Linked DNA regions of Rattus norvegicus: region 1 is linked to region 2. Evidence: chromatin contacts called from public HiChIP or PLAC-seq data. All regions are on one chromosome and are shown on one strand. The core of a region is the stretch at or near the end of the contact, and the rest is flanking DNA. Distances in the headings are between cores, read along the strand shown.

Evidence for each region. HiChIP or PLAC-seq counts read pairs in DNA pulled down with a chosen protein or histone mark.
Region 1: an H3K27ac HiChIP or PLAC-seq map of oligodendrocytes shows a contact between it and region 2, with 3 times the contacts expected there. The contact joins the promoter of Mxd4 here to the promoter of Rnf4 in region 2. A contact is called at or near these places in 3 of 12 Hi-C or Micro-C datasets (the A7r5 cell line, frontal cortex and mammary epithelial cells) and 1 of 1 datasets of contacts at active chromatin or transcription factors (oligodendrocytes).

The regions. Positions count from the first base shown.
Region 1 is chr14:80,784,305-80,789,666 of GRCr8, forward strand. Mxd4 (Max dimerization protein 4) reads left to right here and starts at 2,477. Exons shown (of 6, transcript NM_001394732.2): 1 at 2,477-2,696; 2 at 2,778-2,877. The coding sequence starts at 2,633.
Region 2 is chr14:80,643,482-80,649,283 of GRCr8, forward strand. Rnf4 (ring finger protein 4) reads right to left here and starts at 3,657. Exons shown (of 8, transcript NM_019182.2): 1 at 3,536-3,657. It overlaps Cfap99 (cilia and flagella associated protein 99), which reads right to left. Exons shown (of 21, transcript XM_063273839.1): 16 at 3,530-5,802.

The DNA of each region.
Region 1 (5,362 bases), core at 1,227-3,726, 140 kb after region 2:
GGCCAGACAGGCAAAGACTTGCTATCCCTGGCCATCTACCCAAACCTGGGGAGGCCCTATGTCCTTTCTCCTGGGTCATGCTGACTTACCATTTGTGAGGGAAGATGGCACTGAGGACTCGTGGCAATGCACACTGCCAAGAGTGGAGGTGTCTTGCTCACCACCTTGGACTCTGCAGTCTCCAGCTGCGAAAGTCTGGGCTCTGTCTATCTGAGGCACTGGCCTTCCCTGGATGGGCCTGGCAGGTCACTATGACCTGTGATGAAGAAGGTGGCCTGGGTTGGCTAGCCTGATGCCTTCTTTTCCCAAATCCTGGGAACTCTGGGACACAGATGCACAGATGCTGGTGCCCCCACCCCATTGGGAAGTCATGGGTGTAGAGACCCCTCTGTCTGTAGGGGACAAACTTACCCTTTGTACTTGCAAGCATTTCCTGTTCTGAGCTGCGGCTTCCAGATCTCCCCAGGGAAGTCAGCTCATTTTGCAGCTTCCTTGGGCAGCAGGCCATAGGACTCCTCTACGGCCGACCTTCACTTATTAGGTCACTACTACCTGCTCCTCCCAGCTTTCACATGTTCTCAGAGAGGGAGAGCACTTCTGGCACTGGAACATGCTTTGTCTTGGACGCAGCCAGTGGGAGCTAGTGTGCTCAGCTGATATTAAAAATCTCCCAGGCTAGGAGGCTATGGTCACCCTTGTGGTCCACTTCAGCACACTGGGACATCCCGTTCCAATAGCAGGAGGCAGCAGGCTGGGGAGGTCAGTTTTGCTTTAGTACTTGGAGGCAATTCGCCAGCCCGCCAAAGCAAGGGTGTGCCCTTCCAAATGCTGGGCCCCCACGCTAAGCTCAGGGGCCCTAAGCTCAGCATAGAGCCTGGGCCTCAGTGCTCCAGAAAGATGGACACCTTTCTCCTTTACAACACTGGGCAGTTCTACAGACTGGTGGGCTCTATCTGCCGTGGCCCCAGAGTGCTTGTGGGGCTGGTCAGGGAGGCACTTCAGCCAACACCAGGGAGTTCTTTCAGTGCCTATACAGGACTGTTTATGGCAGCATAAGGTTCCTCTTTTGTTTTTTGCAGGGCTCTGTCTGAGCACCTGTTATTCTTAATCCTGCCCCACAGGTCAGACATCTGTGGCTCACACCCAGACTGGGAGGGAGGTGGCTCTGGTTTCCACATTCCCAGATTGTTAACAGCCCTGAGTGTGGGAGCACTAATCTCCATTTTTCTATTTCAAGGGGGCTCTGCAAGTTTCCTTATCTGCATATTGGGCATATGGAGATCCACAAGGAAGCATGTATAAGGCTGGTCATAAAGTAAAGATCAATGTTAATTTTTATTGTTTGCTACAGTAGCCCCCTTCCATTTTAAGGGTTGCTGTCTAGCCACCTTATTTCCCACACACCTCTCCTGCCTGCTGTTTTGTCCTCAACCTAAAAACACGGAGAGGATCAAGAGGTGGGAGGGGTTGGATACAAAGATGGTGTTAAGGCATCTTGAGCTTCCCTTCCCCCATGCATCTATCTATAGGCCAGTCTGAGGAGTCCGGGTAATTAGGGCTTAGAGTGACCAAGACAGCCAGGAGCTTGCTGAAAAGCTCACTCTCTTATCACCATAGCCTGGCTCTTGGAATGGCCCTACCCTCAGACCAAGCACCGTAAGCAGACTACACTCCCGGATCCCTCTCGCGCAGTAGTGTCAGTAGGTCTTGGTGCCTTTTCCTTAAGCCTGGTGACCTTCCTTTTCACCCCTGATTGCTGATCCTACCTACTTTGGGTCTGATATCTAAGAGGCTTTTAGATTCCAAAGGTCTGCGTCCCCGTCCCAAGTTTTAGCCTCCCCCAGAAGCCACTATTCAAGCAGAGACAGGTGTCATTTGCAGTTCTTAAGCAAGATCCCAGCTCCCGCCCCAATCAGGCCCCAAGCCCAGTCCTCCACCTAGACTATGGTACAGCTGACTCCCGGCAACAGGTCGTTGCGCACGACATGCATGGGCACGACAAAGCGCCGGGGCGCGTGTCCGCAGCGCATCCTGCGGGGTGTCTCCCGAGACACGGTCCACGTCCTCCTGGCCCCCGCGTAGGCCGGGCAGCAGTCCCACCGCGCAGTGCTTCCTCTCGGCAACCCGTCTTGCCCGGGCGTCCTCATTGGCCCCACGCCCCGTCGCCCGCCATTGGTCCGGGGACCCAATTTACATAGACCGATCTGGCCCAATCGGTGTGCAATGCCTACTTAACATGCACGATGGCCGCCAGTCAGCGAACACTGGGGCTGGGCCACCACGTGCTGTTGCTAAGCTTGGGCTTCTAAATTGTTACTACTGGAGCCAGCCTATCCCAGTCAAGCTTCGCATCTGTCAACATTCTCAGCCCTGCCCGAGGCGTTCGGCCAGTCCCTATTGGCCAAGGCTTGCCAAGAACCCGCCCCCTAGGAAAGAGCGCACACACCCATTGGCTGTGTCGACTGCTGCTCTACTTATGTGTCAATTTGAGGGCCTGAGGCGGAGGGTGGCGGCCCAGCGCTGGAGTCCGCGAGTCGCGCTGGTGTGCCGCCAGGCGCGGGGCGTGCGGCGAGCAGAGCCGGCAGGAGCGCGCCGGGCAGCCGCCGCCGCCGTCCCGTGCGCGGGCGGCAGGATGGAGCTGAACTCTCTGCTGCTGCTGTTGGAGGCGGCCGAGTACCTGGAGCGTAGGGACCGAGGTAGCCCGCGCCCCTTTGTGCCAGGGTGGGTGGGCGGCGGGCGGGCGCAGGGGGCTGCTGACCGCACCGTCTGTCCCGCAGAGGCCGAGCACGGCTACGCCTCGGTGCTGCCCTTCGACGGTGACTTCGCCAGGAAGAAAACAAAGACGGCCGGCCTGGTGCGCAAGGCCCCGAACAACAGGTACCGCCCCCAACCCCCACCTCCCACCCCCGCGCGCTGTGCCAAGCCAGCTCAGGCCAGCCCCGCCCGAGTGTCCCCCGTCCTCTCCGCGTCCCCAGTGTAGTCCTGCGCGCACCCGGGCGGCCGGCCTGGAGGAGGTGCCGGCCCCGCCCGCGCGTCGCCATCTTCCCGCGGCCGCGCCTCCCCGCCGCCGTAAACAGTGCCACGCGTACAGCGGCCGCGCTCGCCTATAGCCGTTCTGGACTTTTCCAGACCGGAGAGGAGTTGTCAGTTGGTGCCGACCGCTACTCCCTCGTTTGGGCCGAACTGGGGACTCCTCCCTCCCTTGCACTTCTCAGAGCTGGCATTGCACTTAGGCCCTGCACCTTATCCCCAGGAGCCTGGACAGAGATCTCTCCCTTGGTACTTACGGGTCCTGCGCAGCCTATTGACAGGGAAACTCCAACTACAAGTATAGGGCTGTCTTTGTCGCGAAGTGCTGCAGGGAGCTACTTCTCCCAAAAGTCCCCAGGCCCAACTACACTCTCTTTGCCTTGCCCTTGTGCTTGGAGGAAGCCCTGAAGCTGAGGTTTAGGGACTCCTAAAGGTTCCACCTTCCTGGCTGCAGTGGGGGCCATGGCACACCTGACACTGTCTAGGGGGCCAACCTTGGCCCAGCTACTCCTGTGTGGTCAGTGTGAGAGCTTCCCTGGCAGGCTGGGGGCTTCAGGGCCCCTTGGCAGAGGGTGCGGCTCATTCCTGTGGCCTGTCTGTTCTTGGGAAACAGAGAGGCTGGCACAAGGACCCATTTCTGTGGTGTCCTGGGCCTGGCAAAGAACTGGTTGAATTAGCAACTGCCTGAGCCCCAGCCCCTGGTCTCCTGCTTTGGGCAGTTTGCAGAAGGACATAAGTGTGCTGGATGCCTCACTGTCCCAAGCTTCCACAGTGAGATGGCCTGGCCCCAGCTTCTGTCTGCCCCGAAGCCCAGATTGAGAGCTCAGGTTCCTGTGGCATGGAGTACCCACAGCTGATAGGAATGGTAGCATTCCTGAGCTGAGGCCCTTGAATGCTTCTGCCATATACACAAGTAAGCAGTCTGACCCAGCCTTGTAAATGAAGCCCTATTTTGATCTCCATTTTACAACTGAGGAAGCCAAGGCATAGACAGATGCAATTACTCGTGCAGGGCCACTTAACCACCTTTGTTCCCTGTTCCTGGATGAGGTCCTAGCCTTCCATTTTCTGCTGGGGTGGAGAACTGGGTGCAAGGGGCAGGGGCTGCAAAGGGCCTCTCTGACTTGACTTGGGTGCACCTCCCCTAAAGTTTCCTTGGACAGAATGTACTCCCTCAAGGCCTAAAGCCTGAGGGGTGGCAGGCAGACACAGCCCTTCCCTCCTCGGTCATTGCTCAGAGTCTATTCTCAGCCAGCTCAGTTGAAAAGCTGGGATTCCAGATGTGGAAGGGAAGTTCTGAAACTATAAGGCTTCTGTGTCCTGGCAAATTGAAGGACAGGCCCTGGTATGGCAGGCTAGTGTGAGAGATGGATAGGTCACCCATGGGAGGGTGCCTGAGTCAGCCTTTAGGGTGAGGTTCTTTGAGAATGGAAGCAGAAGGGTCAGATCCAGGTGGTGCCCAGGCAGCATCTGACACAACCATGGCCTCTCCTCGGGCACAGGTGCTTTTTAGAATTTGTGTGACAAACTCAGGACGAGTTCCAAGAAAGGTCAACCCCCATGCTGCTAAAAGGTGGCCCTCTAGTCCAGGATCGGGAGCTGGCAAGACAAGTAGTATCTTCTAGTACAGGAGTTGAGGGAGCTCCTCAACACCGAAGGCTCCTTCTGCTGACCCTAACCTGCTACACAAACTAGTAGACCTACAGACCCAGTCAGGCTGCCATTTGGAGAACTGAAAGGCAATTCTTCAGAGGCCATCGAGCAGTTTCTGCACTGCCTTCTTGGCTCTGATTGGCCTGTGGAGGGATTCTGAGGCTCTGGGCTGGTCCAAGTGACTAGCAGGTTTTGGGAGAGCCTTGGAAGTACCCGGGAGAGCCCAGGAATCAGCAGGGCCTGAGGGAAGATGGGTGAGCTTGTACCCTAATGGCTCCAGTAGATGATGGGGCAGGTGGAGTGTGCACACTTTTAAAAGATCCCAGATCCAAGCTCTAGAGCAACAGAGGAAAGGACAGGTAGGCAGTAGCAGAACACAGGGAGAGCCTAGGGCTGACTGAGTGTGTCCTGAGCTTTCTGCTCATATATGCAGCAGCCTGGGGACCTTGTTGGTCTGTGGCATTCCCTTAGATTGAGAGAGCCACTTGGAAACCTGAATGACAGCTGTGGTGTTCGGAAGTCTGGTCTGGGGGAATGGGCTTGGCCAGTGGGGTTCAAACAGTCCCTGGAGTCACTGTTCCCTGGGAAGGTAAAGTTGGTCTCAGGGTTACATGTTCTAGCATGATGCAGCTCCTGAGAGAAGGGGGAGTGGCCATCGTCTGTGTCCTGCTATGTACCT
Region 2 (5,802 bases), core at 2,407-4,906:
TGTCACTTTCCAGTATCCAGTGAGTAGGTATCACTCATTCACTCAGGGATCTTTTCCAAGACAGTGCTTTACATAGTGGAGGCAGGCAGGTCTCAAAGTTTGAGGCCAGTCAGGAATACACAGTTGAGGTCCTATCTCAGAATAATAAATTTAAAAACTATCATATGGGGGGCTGGAGAGATGGTTCAGTGGTTAAGAGCACTGACAGCTCTTCCAGAGGTCCTGAGTTCAATTCCCAGGAACCACATGGTGGCTCCCAACCATCTGTTATGGGATCTGATGCCCTCTTCTTGTGTGTCTGAAGACAGCAACAGTGTGTGTGTGTGTCTGTGTGTGTGTGTGTCTGTGTGTGTGTGTGTCTGTGTGTGTGTGTGTCTGTGTGTGTGTGTGTCTGTGTGTGTGTGTGTGCGCGCGCGCACTTAAAACCAACCATATGGGCACACATAGTATATATATGTGCCATATAGTGTGTGTAATGTAAAACTCAGAGGATAACTGTGGATTTAGTTCTTCCATCCACCTTTACATAGTGCAATGGCTATTCTTGGCTGTCAACTTGACTACATATGGAATTACAAAACCCAAATGTCTGGGTATGCCTGCAAGGAATCTTTTTCTTTTTGAGACAGCGTTTCTCTGTGTAGCTCTAGCTATCCTGAATTCCCTCAGTAGACCATACTATACTGGCCTCAAACTCAAGAGATCCACCTGCTTCTGCCTCCCAAGTGCTTGGGATTAAAGGCCTGCACCACCACTGTCCATCCATATCTCTAATCAAATACTCCACTGCATTTAGTATACTTGTCAAAACCAAAAAATAAGGTTGTGTTTTTCTTAATGAAACTGCATTTAAATTATGTTGCTCATTAGATGCTTTGAAGAGATAGCAAGTTAACTGGGGAGAAATGGCAGGAAAGGTATTTTAATTTGAACCTAGGGCTTAACACATGCTAATACGTGAACTATCACTGAGCTACATATCTCCATTATATAAGAATCTGAGTTCAGATTCCAATATACAAATGCTTAGGCACAGCAGAGTGCTCACCTGTAAACCCTACTGAGTGAGTGTGTTTGTTGGGGAGATGGGGTAGACAGGAAGCCTAAGGCCTAGAGACCTGGTCTCTGGAGGCATATGTACCCCACACCCACAGAGAGGAGAGTGAGGCTAACTCACTTGCCCAGAACTCATTCCTCAGCCCAGTTATTTGTGATCCTCTTGCCTCAGCTTCTTGAATAGACAGGATTACAAGCATTAGCCACCAGTTTGGCTATACTTTATTTCTTGAGGGATATGAAGAGTTTCAGATCTGGGGGGGGGGGGGATGGATTCTTTCAATATATGTAAAATTATAGTCTCTATCAGGAAACAAAGAGGCAAGGTAGTAAGATTCTTACAGGCTCTGATGCTATATAATCCCATGATCTCAGTTACACCAGAAGCTGAGTCAGGAGGACTGCCAAATTCAAAGCCTGCCAGGATTATCAAAGAAGTTCAAGGACAGCCTAGGTAACTTAGGGAAATGCTATCTATCTCAAAAAGTAAAATGAGGAGTTGGTTTACCATACATAGCAGGTAAAACATTTGCTATATAGAGACCTGATAAATTAATTGAAACCGAAGTAATCTCATAAAAAAACAGAAAGAGGGGGTTGGGGATTTAGCTCAGTGGTAGAGCGCTTGCCTAGGAAGCGCAAGGCCCTGGGTTCGGTCCCCAGCTCCGAAAAAAAGAACCAAAAAAAAAAAAAAAAAAAAAAAAAAAAACAAACCAGAAAGAGTAGACTTAGCAAGTTGTCTTCTCACCACCAAACACACATCAAGGCACACGGGTGCTCACATCATATACACACATCAGTATTGGCAATGAATACAAAGAGGGCCAGAGATGTAACTCAGCAGTAGAGGAGCTGCCTAACATGCATCAAGCTCTATGTTCAATCTCCAGTCCCAACAAAACAATACCCCTTGACTGTTCAGGAATGAAATAAACATACTCACCAAGAAATCAACTTTCCTTAGGGGAAAAACAAAACAACCAAATAAGCAAGGAAACAAACAAAACCAGAACTGTTTTTGCAATGGGAGTCTCGGAGTAGCCCAGGCTAGCCTCGATTCCACATAGAACCCAACAAGAATGACCTTAGATTCCTGATTCTACTTCCCCTACCTCTGAAAGGCTGGAATCACAAGCACTCTTCAAAGTATTTAGAAAATTGTTATAAGAGGTCCCCTGATAGAAAAAAAAAAAAACTCATTATTTGAGAACTGTAAAAAATGTAGTCAACCGTGTCTTTAATCCCAGCACTTGGGAACCAGAGGCAGGGGGATTTCTGAGTTTGAGGCCAGCCAGGTCTACAGAGTGAGTTCCATGACAACCAGGGCTACACATAGAAACCCTGTCTGGAAAAGCCCCCACCCAAAAAGTGATTAGCACTGTTTAAAAATGAGGCTTTTTAGAAAATTATAGCTGCGGGCTCAAGTATAAATACAAAGGTTAAGCAAGACGACTTTGCACTCATTTCATATCGAACTCACACGTACACCGGATCCCAAGTGTTTTCTCCATCCATTAAAAAGAAAAAGCACCAGGTGTGTGTAGGGTCTGGGTTGGAGAAGTTCCCTCTCACTATTGTCAGGAACAAGAGTCAATCTGCAGGCTGAAAGACCTCAGACTACCTAGCTTTTGTAGACCTCAGTCTCCCCAATCACTTGGGCAACCTAAACGGAGGGCCAGACCGAAGAAATGAAGCTTAAAACGCCCATGGGTAAAAACGAGTTTTTTAAAAAAAGGGGGCAGAAACGCCCAGCCCAGATCTGAACTCCTCCCCCCTCGAATCAAAATGTGGACAATGGCGTCCACAGGAAACAGTGTTAAAGGTTAAGGATCATGTGGTTTCCTATTCCTGAGTATATATGTGCCCTGAGGGAAGACCCCGAGAGGGCTTAAGGGCTGGGCTCTAAGTCTCAAACGCACGCCTTACTAACCATAGGGGGCCGAAAGCGGCTTCTGGAAGCCCAAACCCCATTCAGTTCCAAGGCCCGCAAGCGTCCTCGGCTCTCTCGCAGCTTAGATAAGGCCCGCCACGCGGCCTGGGTGCCCCAGCAAACTCGCAGGCCTCAAGAAGGCGGGGCGCGACGCCAACACACAAAGGCTGCGTCGTCAGCAAGGAACAAAAACCTAGCTCAGGTTTTCGCCGATCCGCCCGCCCAGCCAAATGGGTGACCTTGGGCGCCCCCCCTCCCCTCGTTGAGCCTCAGTTTCCCTTCCTACTTTGCAAAAAAGGTTCTCCGGCCAGGCTGTGGGTTGGTGAGCGGAGCCCCACACAGAGATTTCCCTACTTCCGATGAGTGCGGCGCTCCATGTTCCGACAATCGCGCGCTCTCCCGGACAGTAGGCAGAGGGCCCAACCCCAAGAGGCGCGGCTCCGCGACAGGCGGGCGGGCACCAACCCCAAGGCAGGCCAAGAGGCCGCCCGCGCTCCACGCCCGCACAGCCCGCACCCGCCGCCTCCATCCTGCGAAGCTTACCCTTACTTGGAGTTGGTGTTATCAGCCAAACGCCTTGGCCACCGCGCTCGAGCAAGGACGCACCTAATCCAGCAGCCGCTGAGGAGACCCGCTCAAGCAAGACTCCACCGTCTCACGAAGACCCACTTCCGCTCGTCCGGCACCGGCCCGCCCTCTCCCGCCTTTACTCTCGTGCTCTACCGGTTTAGGAAGGAGAAGTTGCAATTTTATTGGGTGAGAAAACCATCTATTACCACTTTGAAATGCACCTTCTTCCGGCCACGCCCCCGCTTGCTTGCGGGAGCTTCCACTTCCCGCGAGAGTACCGCCGGTCGCGCTCCTCCCACGAGAACTTGGCGGAGTCGTTGCTGGGGCATCCTCGTGAGCTTGCCTACTGGTTGTTTTACTTTTCGTTTGACTTCTGACCTGTTTTACTATAGCCCTCCGGCTGCACCTAGCACTAAGCCACAATCCCTATCAGTCATTCCATACCCTTCTCAGTCTCCTTTGTCGTTAATGAGGCCTACGGGAGACTCGCATAAGGTCCCAATTTTCTGCTGATCCACAGGCAACCAGACCCGGATTTGCACCGTAAATGCCAGACTCTGAGTGGGCATGTCGGTTCCCGGCTCTCCTTCTCACGGGTACCATCATCCGGAGGCCAGGGGCTCACCTATAGGTTTGGGAGGCCTACCTGGAGGAAGCTTGAACACTAGACGGAAGAGAACGTCCAGCTAGACATTTTGTGTGCTAAAGCCGGGGGAGAGTAGAGCTGTGCAAGTCCAGGAGACTGCTGGTTAGCCGCCCAGTGTGTCAGGAGCAGAGGCGAGGGGTGAGGAAGGCACGGCTCAAATGAGAACTCAAACACCACTGAAGAATGGCTAAGAAGGGCAGGCCTCAGGCAAGACCTTGGCCTGGAATTGGGTCTGAGGGCATCTCGTGTTGTAGATGAATCTCCCTTACCTCAATCTGAAAACCAGTATAATGATTTTAGGCAAATCTCAATATCCTTTTTACTTCTGTGAAAGAATGTGAGGGCTAACAGGTAATATATGTGCATGCTAGGTCCTGCTGCAGGGCAGCAAAACAGAATGCTGCTAGAACGCTGTTTTTCTTGAGCACCTGCCCCTGGGCTAGGTTGAGGCATGGGTTTAGCAACTGGAAAATGATCTATCCATAGATAAATAGTAACTAGAAAGAAAGGGATGGGGACCCTCAGACTATCTGAAGATTGTCCTAAATGTGGTTGAATTGCTTCTATGGGGGTATACATCCTGGGAGATTTGATTAGCATGGCAAAGCAGATTAAAACCGGACTGTTAGTATTTGCAATATTACAACCTCTGAGGTCTTGTGGAATTATATGAATATATATATATATATATGAATGATAAAGTGTATGAAAAAAGTGTATGATAAATAACACATCTGACTCCAGTGTAAAATGTGTTTTGATGTTTTGAGCATGTTTTCTAAATGTTATAAATTGGAATAAAGAGAACTTACATTTGTAAGAAAAATGTAGATTTTTTTTATTAAAAAAAAAGTTTTGAATACTTAAGTGACACCAGAACAGGAATACACCAAAACAAGAATACTATACCTTATAGGTTAAAGGTTCTGTTTGCAGTAAAACAGTTCTAACTTTCTAGCAGACAGTGGTGGCCCACACCTTTAATCCAAGCACTCAGGAGGGAGAGGCAGGCAGATCTCTTTAAGTGTGAGCCAAGCCTAGTCTATAGGCTAGTTCAAAGACAGCCAAGGCTATACAGAAACTCTGCCTCAAACAAAACAAAACAAAAAAACAAAAACAAAAAATCAAAAAAGTTTTATTTGTCCTATGTTAAGTCCTTGCAAGTTAAAGTTTCTATCTGTAATTAGTAAGTTTCTGTTTCTTAGATCTGATGTGAACTGCTTGCAACCCCATTCACACGACTTATAAAGATCCTTACCCTTGCTCCATCCCTTTAAAGGTATCTTTCCTCATTTTGTGAATTTGTGTTTTTCCGGTGTATGTGTGTGTGAGGATATTGGATTCCCTGGAGCTGGAATTGCAGTTGTGAGCAGCCAGTTCACATCTTTCCAGCTCTCGTTTATCTAACAGTGTAACAGTCAGCTCTCTTGCCCCTCTGAACACATCTCTCCCAGACGCTGCTTTCTCAAATCCTAGACACCTACCTGGCTAGTCTGAGGCACACCTTAAAGGAAAACCCAAAATAGCAGGGGTTCCCTTTTGACCTTGATTAGGTGGCACAAACCACACCTGTTTTCACAGAGAACCCCTCTAATAGGTG